2 separate regions of the Sus scrofa genome follow, and region 2 is linked to region 1. Evidence: chromatin contacts called from public HiChIP or PLAC-seq data. All regions are on one chromosome and are shown on one strand. Each heading gives the region's core, a stretch centred on a gene start, on an enhancer-like site or on the middle of the called end of the contact. The rest is flanking DNA. Distances are from core to core; before and after follow the strand shown. Region 1 has its middle 19 kb from the start of PTGIS. Region 2 has its middle 32 kb from the start of SLC9A8.

Region 1 (5,407 bases), core at 2,264-4,763:
GAGGTCACAGTGTAAATATTTAGCCTGAAGGTCTTGGAGAGAGTTTGGGGGAGGCTCCTGGCAGCAAGGTTCAAGGCTCAGATGACCATGCAGCCTCTCCCAACGGCACGTCTTGGTACTTCCTCTGCCCTCTGTGCCCACCTCCCTAAGCCCCATCATCTAGGGCAATCAGCGGTGGCACCCAGAGGAGGCTTGGTGGTGGTGGGTGAAGCTGGCTCCCCCTTAAGCTCCATCACTGCTCCCAAAGCCACCTCCAGTCAATATACAATCTAAGTTAATGCCACTCACCTCCTTAGCAGGCTGCTCCTTTGGACCAGACTGCTGCCCCAAACCCCTTCCACATAGTCACAGATCTGCCACTGCAAACTTCTGACCTCCTTCCCAGCAGGGGTTCACGCCTGGGGCTCAGAGCCAGACATGAACTCGAATCCTGCTGCTTCTTAGCTGGAGGACTGTGGGCAAGATGCTTTGGCTCTGAGCTTCCACCTCCTCCCTGTACAATGAGGACAATGCAGCAGGACTGAACTGGGGCTAATTTTGCCCCTGGGAAACATTTGGCAAAGTCTGGAGACATTCTTCAGGGGGGGAGGTGTCTTATTAGTCAAACATTGTGTTTCCAATCATTTGGATGTGTTCATTTGTTCTGTTGTGAATGTAATATGTTTAAGGGTGGCTACAAAAGTGGCATGAAAAATCGTCTTGGTCTGCCTGCCATTGGAACCAGCAGAGCCAAAGAAGGTGCGGCCGCCGAGCAGCCGGCACTCCCCCCTCCTCTCCTGATCTGGCCTGGCCGCTACCCAGAGGCTTTGCGACCGCGAGCCCACAGCCTGCCCCATGGCTGACAGGAGCTTTTTGTTTGGTAGTCGCTCCTCTAAAACGTTTAAACCAAAGAGGAACATTCCAGAGGGTTCTCACCAGTATGAGCTCTTAAAGCATGCAGAGGCCACCCTTGGCAGCGGGAACCTGCGGATGGCTGCCGTGCTTCCTGAGGGGGAAGAGCTAAATGAATGGGTCGCCGTGAACACGGTGGATTTCTTTAATCAGATCAACATGCGTTATGGAACAATCACAGACTTTTGCGCAGAAGAAAGTTGTCCAGTGATGTCGGCTGGCCCCAAATGTGAACATCGTTGGGCAGATGGAACAAACATAAAGAAGCCTATTAAGTGCTCTGCCCCAAAGTGTATTGATTATCTGATGACGTGGGCTCAGGACCCCTTGGATGATGAGACATTATTTCCGTCAAGAAATTGGTGTCCCATTCCCAAAGAATTTCATGTCTGTGGCAAAAACGATACTCAAACGCCTCTTTAGGGTTTATGCCGACTCTTATCATCAGCATTTTGACCCTGTGATCCAATTCGAGGAGGAAGCGCATCTCAATACATCTTTCAAGCACTTTATTTTTTTTGTCCAGGAATTCAACCTTATTGAGAGGAGAGAGCTTGTACCCCTCCAAGAACTGATTGAAAAACTCACTTCAAAGGACAAATAAAAGGATGCAGACCTGTGCAAATTATTCCTCAAATGAAGCTGTATGGAGTACATTTGGATTTTGTTTATATTTAGCTTGGTTGCTTTTGTCTTAGGTTTGGGGGGGCTTGTTTGGGTTCCTTTTCCTTTCTTCTGAATAAATGAAACCATATCCTAAAAATAAAAAAAAATCAACTTTACTATGAAATAGTTGGGCTGGTAGCGTCCTGACACCATTTGTTCTTCTGTTCAGTGTAACAGCTAAAGGACTTCCGTTACTGAGGTTCTTCTCTTGGAATTCGATCCTGTCATCTCTGTGGGTCACATCCTCTTCCCTTTTTAAAGTATTGGATGTAATCTACCCTTAGGAGAGAACGACTCCTTGTGTAATGCTGTTGTAGCTGGGGGCACCTTGGAAAGGTTTGTAAAGTTAGCTTTGACTTGGAGCATGGATGCCTTAGGACTTTTCCATTTGTGCTTTACACAATCTCATTAAATACCTGCAATATATTTTTTACATAGTGTTTTATTTTGTTTTGTTGATTTTTAGGGCTGTACCCACGGCATATGGAAGTTCCCAGGCTAGGGGTCGAATCAGAGCTGTAGTCGCTGGCCTATGCCAGAGCCACAGCAACTCGGGATCCGAGCCACGTCTGCGACCTACTCACAGCTCACAGCAACGCCGGATCCTTAACCCACTGAGCGAGGCCAGGGATCAAACCTGCAACCTCATGGTTCCTAGTCGGATTTGTTAACCACTGAGCCACAACGGGGACTTATCTTATTTAGTTCTTAGCAGAACCTGGAGAGGCAAAGACTAAGATTATCTCCATTTCAGAGAAAGGAAAACCAAGGCTCAGAGAGGCTCAGTAACTGGCCTAAAGTCACACAGCTAGTGAGTGGCAGAGTTAGGATTTGAAACTAAGTCTGGCTGAGTTCAGATCTTTCTTTCTTTATTTTTCAGTCTCTTTCTCGCTTTATTAAAGTATGGTTGATTTACAATGTTGTGCCTGTTTCTGCTGTACAGCAGAGTGACTCAGTCATACATATATATACATATTTGAAAATATTATTTTCCATCATGGCCTATCCCAGGAGACTGGCTATAGTTCCTTGTGCTCTGCAGCTGATCTTTAAACTGAAATGTTACTCAGCATCTCTGGACTCCCTAAAACTGAGTGTGCTTCGGAATTGCCTCAGAGGAGGGTCTGTTAAAATGAAAAGCCTCGGAATTCCCTGGTGGCACAAGGGGTTAAGGATCTGGCATTGTCACTGCTGTGGCTTGGATTGCAGCTGTGGCAGGGGTTCCATCCCTGGCCTGGGAACTTCCGAAGGCTTTGGGTGCAGCCAAATAAATAAATAAACGAGGAGCCCATCTATGGTAGACCCCAGGAATCTGTGTTTGGACAGCCTGTTCCTCGTCTCTGCTTGTAGGTGATCTGACGCTGATGGTCTGTGGACCACATTTGGAAAAAGACCCTCAGATCTTGCTGCTGCTCTTCCTAAAACCATCGATGGTGCCCTTTTGCCCTCAGACTTGAATCCAAAGCCCTGAGCAGGTAATGTACCCTCTTTCTCTCCTCCACTCTGGTTTCTGAGTTTGTGTCATCTCTCACCCCTGTTGTAGGTGCCACACCCTCTGCCTGCAGCTCTCCCCCTCTCCTAGTCCGGTTGGTTCCTGCAGGTCCTGGATCCTAGCCTCATTGGGCAGCCTAACTTTGGACAAGGTCTTCACTCTTTTGGGGTCTCTGCTTCTCCACTGGAGCCACAAGGGTTTGAGTAGATGCTGGTCTGTGAACAGAACAGCCAGAGCAGGCTCTAACCACTAAAGGTGGCATTGGGGATGCCCCTCTTGGTTGTGGGCCAGCAGCCTGTTTTCCTGGCAGATGCTAAGCTCCAAGTCACGTAGCTGAAATGCTCCAGGGAAGTCCAGACCCAGCATCTTGGCTGCTGCTTTGGCCAAATCAGTGTTTCCCCACCTTATCTCCAACCAGCTTGCTCATAAAGTTTAGACACTTGGCCTCAAGTTGGGAAATCTGATGATTCAGAGAGAAAGCATCTTCAGCCGTCCCCTGACCCCAGAAACCTCTACTCCCCGACAGGAACACACCCTTTGCGACAGAGAAATGTACTTTCCCCAACAGCAGTTCTTCATGGAGACAGGAGGAAACCAAGGCCCAGAGAGGAAAAACAGCTTCCCTAAAACCACACATCCAGCCAGCAGTATGCCTGCATAAGGTATTTACTGAGCACCTACTGTGTGTAAGTCCTCGTGGCAGATGCTGGGAAGACAGTGGTGAACAGGACAAAGATGGAAACAGTTCTCTGGGGGATTTCAGTCTTGGCAGGAGAGGCCTGATCATATTAAAAGCTGACACAAAGCTCTTATCATGTGCTGGTCACCCTTTAAAGTGCTTTATGTGATTAACTTATTTAATCCTCATAACAGCCTAAGCAGGTGGCTACTGTCATTTTACAGTAAGGAAACAGGCACAGTAAGGTTAAGACACTTGCCTGAGCTCACACAGCTGGGGCAGGGGGCTAAATGCTGGACTTCTGAGATATCTTGCGATGAGGAGATTATTCTAGATTGTCCAGGAGGACTCTAAGTGCCACCACACATGTCATTATAAGAGGAAGGCGGGAGTTCCCCTCGTGATTCAGTGGGTCAAGAACCTGACTAATATCCATGAGGACTCGGGTTCAATCCCTGGCCTCACTCAGTGGGTTAAGGATCCAGCGTTGCACAGAAGTAGAACAAACAATCCCAAAATTTATATGGAACCATAAAAGACCCAGAACTGCCAAAGCAATCCTGAGGAACAAAAACCAAGCAGGAGGCATCACTCTCCCAGACTTCAGGCAATATTACATAGCCACAGTAATCAAGACAGAGTGGTACTGGTACCAAAACAGACATACAGACCAATGGAGCAGAATAGAGAACCCAGAAATAAACCCAGACGCCTATGGTCAATTAATTTTTGACAAAGGAGCAAGAATATAAAATGGGAAAAAGAGTCTTTTCAGCAAGTGGTGCTGGGAAAACTGGACAGTCACATGTAAATCAATGAACCTGGAAAACACCCTCACACCATAAACAAAAATAAACTCAAAATGGCTTAGACTTAAATTTAAGACAAGACACCATCAAACTCCTAGAAGAGAACATAGGCAAACATTCTCTGACATCAACTTTACAAATGTTTTCTCAGGTCAGTCTCCCAAGGCAACAGAAATAAAAGCAAAAATAAACCAACGGGACTTAATCAAACTGACAAGCTTTTGCACAGCAGAGGAAACCATTAAAAAAAAAAAAGACAACCTACAGAATGGGAAAAAATAGTTTCAAACAATGCAACTGACAAGGGCTTAATCTCCAAAATATACAAACAACTTATACACCTCAACAGTAAAAAAATCCAGCAACCCATTTGAAAAATGGTCAAAAGACCTGAATAGACATTTCTCCAAAGCAGATATACAGATGGCCAATAAGCACATGAAAAGATGCTCAACATCACTGATTATTAGAGAAATGCAAATCAAAACTCCCATGAGGTACCACCTCACACCAGTCAGAATGGCCATCATTAATAAGTCCACAAATAACAAATGCTGGAGAGGGTGTGGAGGAAAGGGAACCTTCCTACATTGTTGGTGGGAATGTAAATTGGTACAACCACTATGGAGAACAGTATGGAGGTACCTCAGAAAACTAAATATAGAACTACCATATGACCCAGCAATCCCACTCTTGGGCATATACCCAGAAAAAAATAACCTTGAAAAAGATACATGTACCTGTATGTTCATTACAGCATTATTCACAATAGCAAAGACATGGAAACAACTTAAATGTCCATCGACAGATGACTGGATTAAGACTATGTGGTATAGATACACAATGGAATACTACCCAGCCATTAAGAAA
Region 2 (4,909 bases), core at 779-3,278, 150 kb before region 1:
TGAAAGGAAGAAAGAAAGAAAGGCAGAAAGACAGAAAGAAACTGTGGGGATGGTAAAAAGAAAAAGGTGGGGTGATAAGAGCAAAGCAGCCTACTGAGGTCATCTTTGTCACCTGCTTGAGAAGAAAGGCAATACATGCAAATGTAAGCATAGCAAAGCCCAGTGACACTGCTTGAATCCTGGATCCAGCCATACCTGAAATGCCTGTGGACTCTTGCATTATTTGAGTTGATATATTCTGTCCCTCTCCCCTTTTTGTTGACTCAGGCTAGTTAAGCACATAGTAGGAGTAGATGTTCAAACAACACTTGCAGTTTCGGTCGTGAATGCAGGCCCTTCCCCTTTTTTCTTTTTTAAACTTTTTCCTTTAATAGCCTTGTCGAGGTATAATTCACATGCCATGTAATTCAGTGATTTAAGGTGTACAATTCAGTGGGTTTTTAAAAATATATATATTCAGAGCCACGCTTCATCTTTACAATTTTAGAATGTTTTCATCACCCTAAAAAGAAATCTCGTATCCATCATTAGTCACTGTCCATTTGCCTCCAACCCTCCCACCTCACCTGAGACCAGAGGCAATCTAACCTCTGTCTCAATACATATACCTCTTCTGGACTTTTTTTTTTTTTTTTTGCTTTTTTTAGGGCTGCACCTGCGGCATACGGAGGTTCTCAGGCTAGGGGTCTAATCGGAGCTATAGCTGCTGGCCTATGGCACAGCCACAGCAACGTGAGATCCAAGCCACGTCTGCGACCTACGCCATGGCTCACAGTAACGCCGGATCCTTAACCCACTGATCGAGGCCAGGCATCGAACCCACATCCTCACGGATGCTAGTCGGGTTCATTAACCACTGAGCCACGACAGGAACTCCTCCTACCACGTTTTATTTATCCATTCACCAGTTGTTGAACCCTTGGGCTGTTTCTCCTCTTGGCTATAGTAAATAATGCTGCTGTAAACCTACAGTTTCATATTTTTTTGTGTGGACATGTATTTTCCATTCTTGGGTGTGAAACTGGGAGTGGAATTGCTGAGTGATCTGGTAGTTCTGTTTACCCTTCTGAGGAACTGCCAAACAGTTTCCCAAAGTGGCTGCACCATTTTATATCTCCACCAGCCAATGCATGAGCCCCCGTCCCCACCTTTGCTGTGTAACTCTACAAGTTGTTTCAGGTCTCTGGGCCTCAGCTTTCCCTATTTGAAATGGGGATACATTGTTGTGAGAATTAAAAAGCGTTCATGCATATAAGATTTAGAGCAAGTATCTTAAGTTCTGGGCCTCAGTTCTCATATGTGAAGTGGGGAAAGCCAAAGCATTTTCTTTTTTTTTTTTTTTTTTTTTTTTTGGTCTTTTTGCCTTTTCTAGGGCCGCTCCCACGCCATATGGAGGTTCCCAGGCTAGGGATCTAATTGGAGCTGTTGCTGCTGGCCTATGCCAGAGCCACAGCAACACGGAATCTGAGCCACATCTGCAATCTACACCACAGCTCACTGCAACGCCGGATCCTTAACCCACTGAGCAAGGCCAAGGATCAAGCCGCAACCTCACGGTTCCTAGTCGGATTGTTAACCACTGTGCCACAACGGGAACTCCCAAAGCATTTTCTTCATAGGGTTTTTCTAGGGAAGAAAGGAGACTCAGCTGCTAGAGAGGACACACAGTGAAAAGCGGCTGTAGTTATAATGCGATTTCCTCTTTCCAACTGAGCAAAACTCGCCTGAACATCTCTGTGCACTGGGCTATAACGTACGTATTACTGCTCCCTTGACTTTCAAGTTGAAATTCCTTTGCCTTTCATAACTCTGGAAGATTTGTGGCCTAATCTGTGATGATCAGCTGACATTCAGGAACCCAGAGAGTGTTTCAGTGGGGTGACATGATCTGCTGATGAATGACACATTCCCTGAAATATAGAAACAGTGCCCGGCCTGAAGCAAGAGAGTGTGAAAACCCCATGACTGAGTCATGGTCCCTGGAGTGGGATGGGAGCGTGGAAGCGGGGAAGGAGTGGGAGGGGCTGGATGAAATCGCAGGTCCCGCCTTCCTCTCTGACCTCATCACTTCCTCTCCCTCCTCCTACACGACCCATTCGTCAGAGAAAACCACTCGCAATTTTTCAAGCAAGCAGTGCTCTCCAGATCTTTGCACCTGCTGTTTCCTCTGCCAGGCGTACCCTTTCTCGTTTTCTCCCTGTCACCTAGCAGAGTCCCCTTCATCCTTGAGTTTGGGGATTAGAAATCAGCTTCTCAGGAAGCTTTCTGCAGTGGGGATCTTCTGTCTTACCTACATGACATTTATATCTTCTGGCTCAGAAAACGGCATCTCAGTTTTCCTTTGGGGAACCACTCCCTCCCAACTCTTATCCATGGGGTTCAGATAGGGGCCCCTGGCTCCATGAAGGAGCCTGGCCAACAAGCATATCCCATTCCCCCGGCCACGGTGATTGGTTCCTGGATGGCATGTCTTTCCACTGAGGCCAATGCGACTCATTCCTGGGAGTTTTGTTGGAATTATTGGGACAGGTGATCTCCCTTCCCTCTGGGGTTACTAGTTACAAGAATAAAGCAAGCTTGGTGTTCCTGCTGGCCATTTTGCCACCATGAGCAGAAAGCCTGTGTAAAAGAAAATCCAAAACAGAGAAAAGCAGAGCTGGAAGATAGAGAGGGATAAAGAGAGAGATGAAGACAGAGATGACAGAAGAGACATAGATGTATACACACACACACACACACACACACACACACATATATTTTTTTTTTCCCTGGCAAAAGGTTTTCATTTTTTTTAATTTAAAAAATGTTTTAAAGTTTTTTATTTTTTCTATTATAGTTGATTTACAGTGCAAAGAGATATATTTTTGATATTATTCGAGACCCTCGAGTCATGCCTGAAGGCAGTTTTGCATCTCAGTTTCCTAAACCATAGTAAGTCACCTTCTCCCACTTTATTTCATAGTTTGGTAGATATTCTTTCTCTTCCAACACGCGTCCACCTGACCAATACTCCCTGACCCCATGCACACCCTGAGCTGGGGTGGATACCCTTTGGGACACTCATTTACTCTTTTTTCTTTTGGTATGTCTTTTTAGGGCCACACCTGCGGCATACAGAGGTTCCCAGGCTAAGGGTCCAATCGGAGCTACAGCTGCCAGCCTACACCACGGCCACAGCAACGCCGGATCCGAGCTGCATCTGTGACCTACACCACAGCTCCCAGCAACGCCAGATCCTTAACCCACTGAGCAAGGCCAGGGATTGAACCCGAAACCTCTTGGTTCCTAGTCGGATTTGTTTCCACTACACCACGATGGGAACTCCGTACTCTTTTTTCTCCATTTTCATTACATTTATTAGATTATATTATAATGATCTCTTTGTTCAGTTGTATCCCCCACAGGAGTCAAGGAGCAGTTGTACTTTGTTTACTTCAGTATCTCTAGCCCTAGCCATCCCTAGCACATAATAGCGCCTCAATAAATTCAATTTTCAATTTTCATTCCTTTTTTTTTGCGTTTTTTAGAGCCGCACCTGTGGCATATGGAAGTTCCCAGGCTAGCTATCAAATCGGAGCTGCATCTGCCGGCCTACACCACAGGCATAGCAACAGCAACCTAGGATCTGAGCTGTGTCTGCGACCTATACCACAGCTCATGGCAATGCCAGGTCCTTAACGCACTGAACGAGTCCAGGAATCGAACCCGCATCCTCATGGCTATACTTGGGTTCATAACCTGCTGAGCCACAGTGGGAACTCTCAACTTTCATTCCTTTAAAAAAATTACAAACTAGGGAGTTCCCGTCGTGGCTCAGTGGTTAGTGAACCCAACTAGTATCCATGAAGATATGGGTTTGATCCCTGGCCTCTCTCAGTGGGTTAAGGATCTGGTATTGCAGTCAGTTGTGGTGTCGGTCGCAGATGTGGCTCGGATCCCGAGTTGCTGTGGCTGTGACATAGGCTGGCAGCTACAGCTCCGATTCAACCCCTAGCCTGGGAACCTCCATATGCTGCAAGTGCAGCCCTAAAAAGGCAAAAAAATTACAAACTAATTCATGGTGTCGTATATTCACGTACACACAAAATTATTCTATAATATTCTATGGGTCTATATGGAAATGCACAAAAAATGTTGGAAAAATACCATCTATGCGTCATGGTGTAAGTTAGCTCACATCATGGAGGTCACAACGAGCGTGTACTTAGGTATCACTCATTATTAAAAATTAACTAAAACCCAAGCTTAACAAACAAAAGCAGCATATGTTCTTTGTAATAACAAATGCAAACAATTCAAAAGTATATGGTTAAAACTGAGAGTTACCTTGCTTCTCCTAATAAATATTTATTGAATAAAGGAATAAATGTCATAACTATAAATAGTTGATGAATGAATGATTAAATAAGAAAACAGTTCCATCCAAAGGCCTCAATTCAAGGTGACCTCTCCCCCGCAACTGCCTGACCCCAGCAGGCCAGCTGGTTTCCCTGAAAGTCTGGGCCTTGAGCCAAGGTTTTATTTCTTTCTGGATTGGGCCCCAGCCTTGTAGAATGACTCACATGGTTTTTTGTGGACAGAGTCCCCTAGTGACCAGAAGGTTACCCCGTGTTCTCCAAGCAGGGGGTGCTGATCAGACTTCTTATGGACCGGGTTGGTGAAGGACAGGGGGTTCCTGGGTGACCGTGGCCAGCAGCTGAGTGCTGTTGCTCAGGAAACAGCCTCCAATAGACAATCAGCTCCCAGTCCTAACAGGCCGGGTGGAGTCTGCTGGCCCAGATCATGGGTGCAGGATCCAGTCCTGCCAAATGGCTTGTTGTAGGGCCTTTCCCATCCATAACATGAGGGGGTTTGTGGCAGAAACTGGTGGTTGCCTGTCTAGTAACTGTCTTGCCCCTCCCTTCTTGCT

What was found. HiChIP or PLAC-seq counts read pairs in DNA pulled down with a chosen protein or histone mark.
Region 2: a contact with region 1 is called in an H3K27ac HiChIP or PLAC-seq map of alveolar macrophages. The contact joins two enhancer-like sites. A contact is called at or near these places in 2 of 2 datasets of contacts at active chromatin or transcription factors (alveolar macrophages and skeletal muscle).

What each region holds. Positions count from the first base shown.
Region 1 is chr17:51,217,232-51,222,638 of Sscrofa11.1, reverse strand. It overlaps the pseudogene LOC110257424. Among named protein-coding and RNA genes, the nearest start is that of PTGIS, 19 kb to the right of the region's middle. Within about 2 kb of position 3,513, at least 8 of the 83 cell types and tissues checked have an H3K27ac peak or open chromatin away from gene starts, as enhancers often do. A contact at or near this core is called in alveolar macrophages, where this site is marked.
Region 2 is chr17:51,367,185-51,372,093 of Sscrofa11.1, reverse strand. No RefSeq gene overlaps it. Among named protein-coding and RNA genes, the nearest start is that of SLC9A8, 32 kb to the left of the region's middle. Within about 2 kb of position 2,028, at least 30 of the 83 cell types and tissues checked have an H3K27ac peak or open chromatin away from gene starts, as enhancers often do. A contact at or near this core is called in alveolar macrophages, where this site is marked.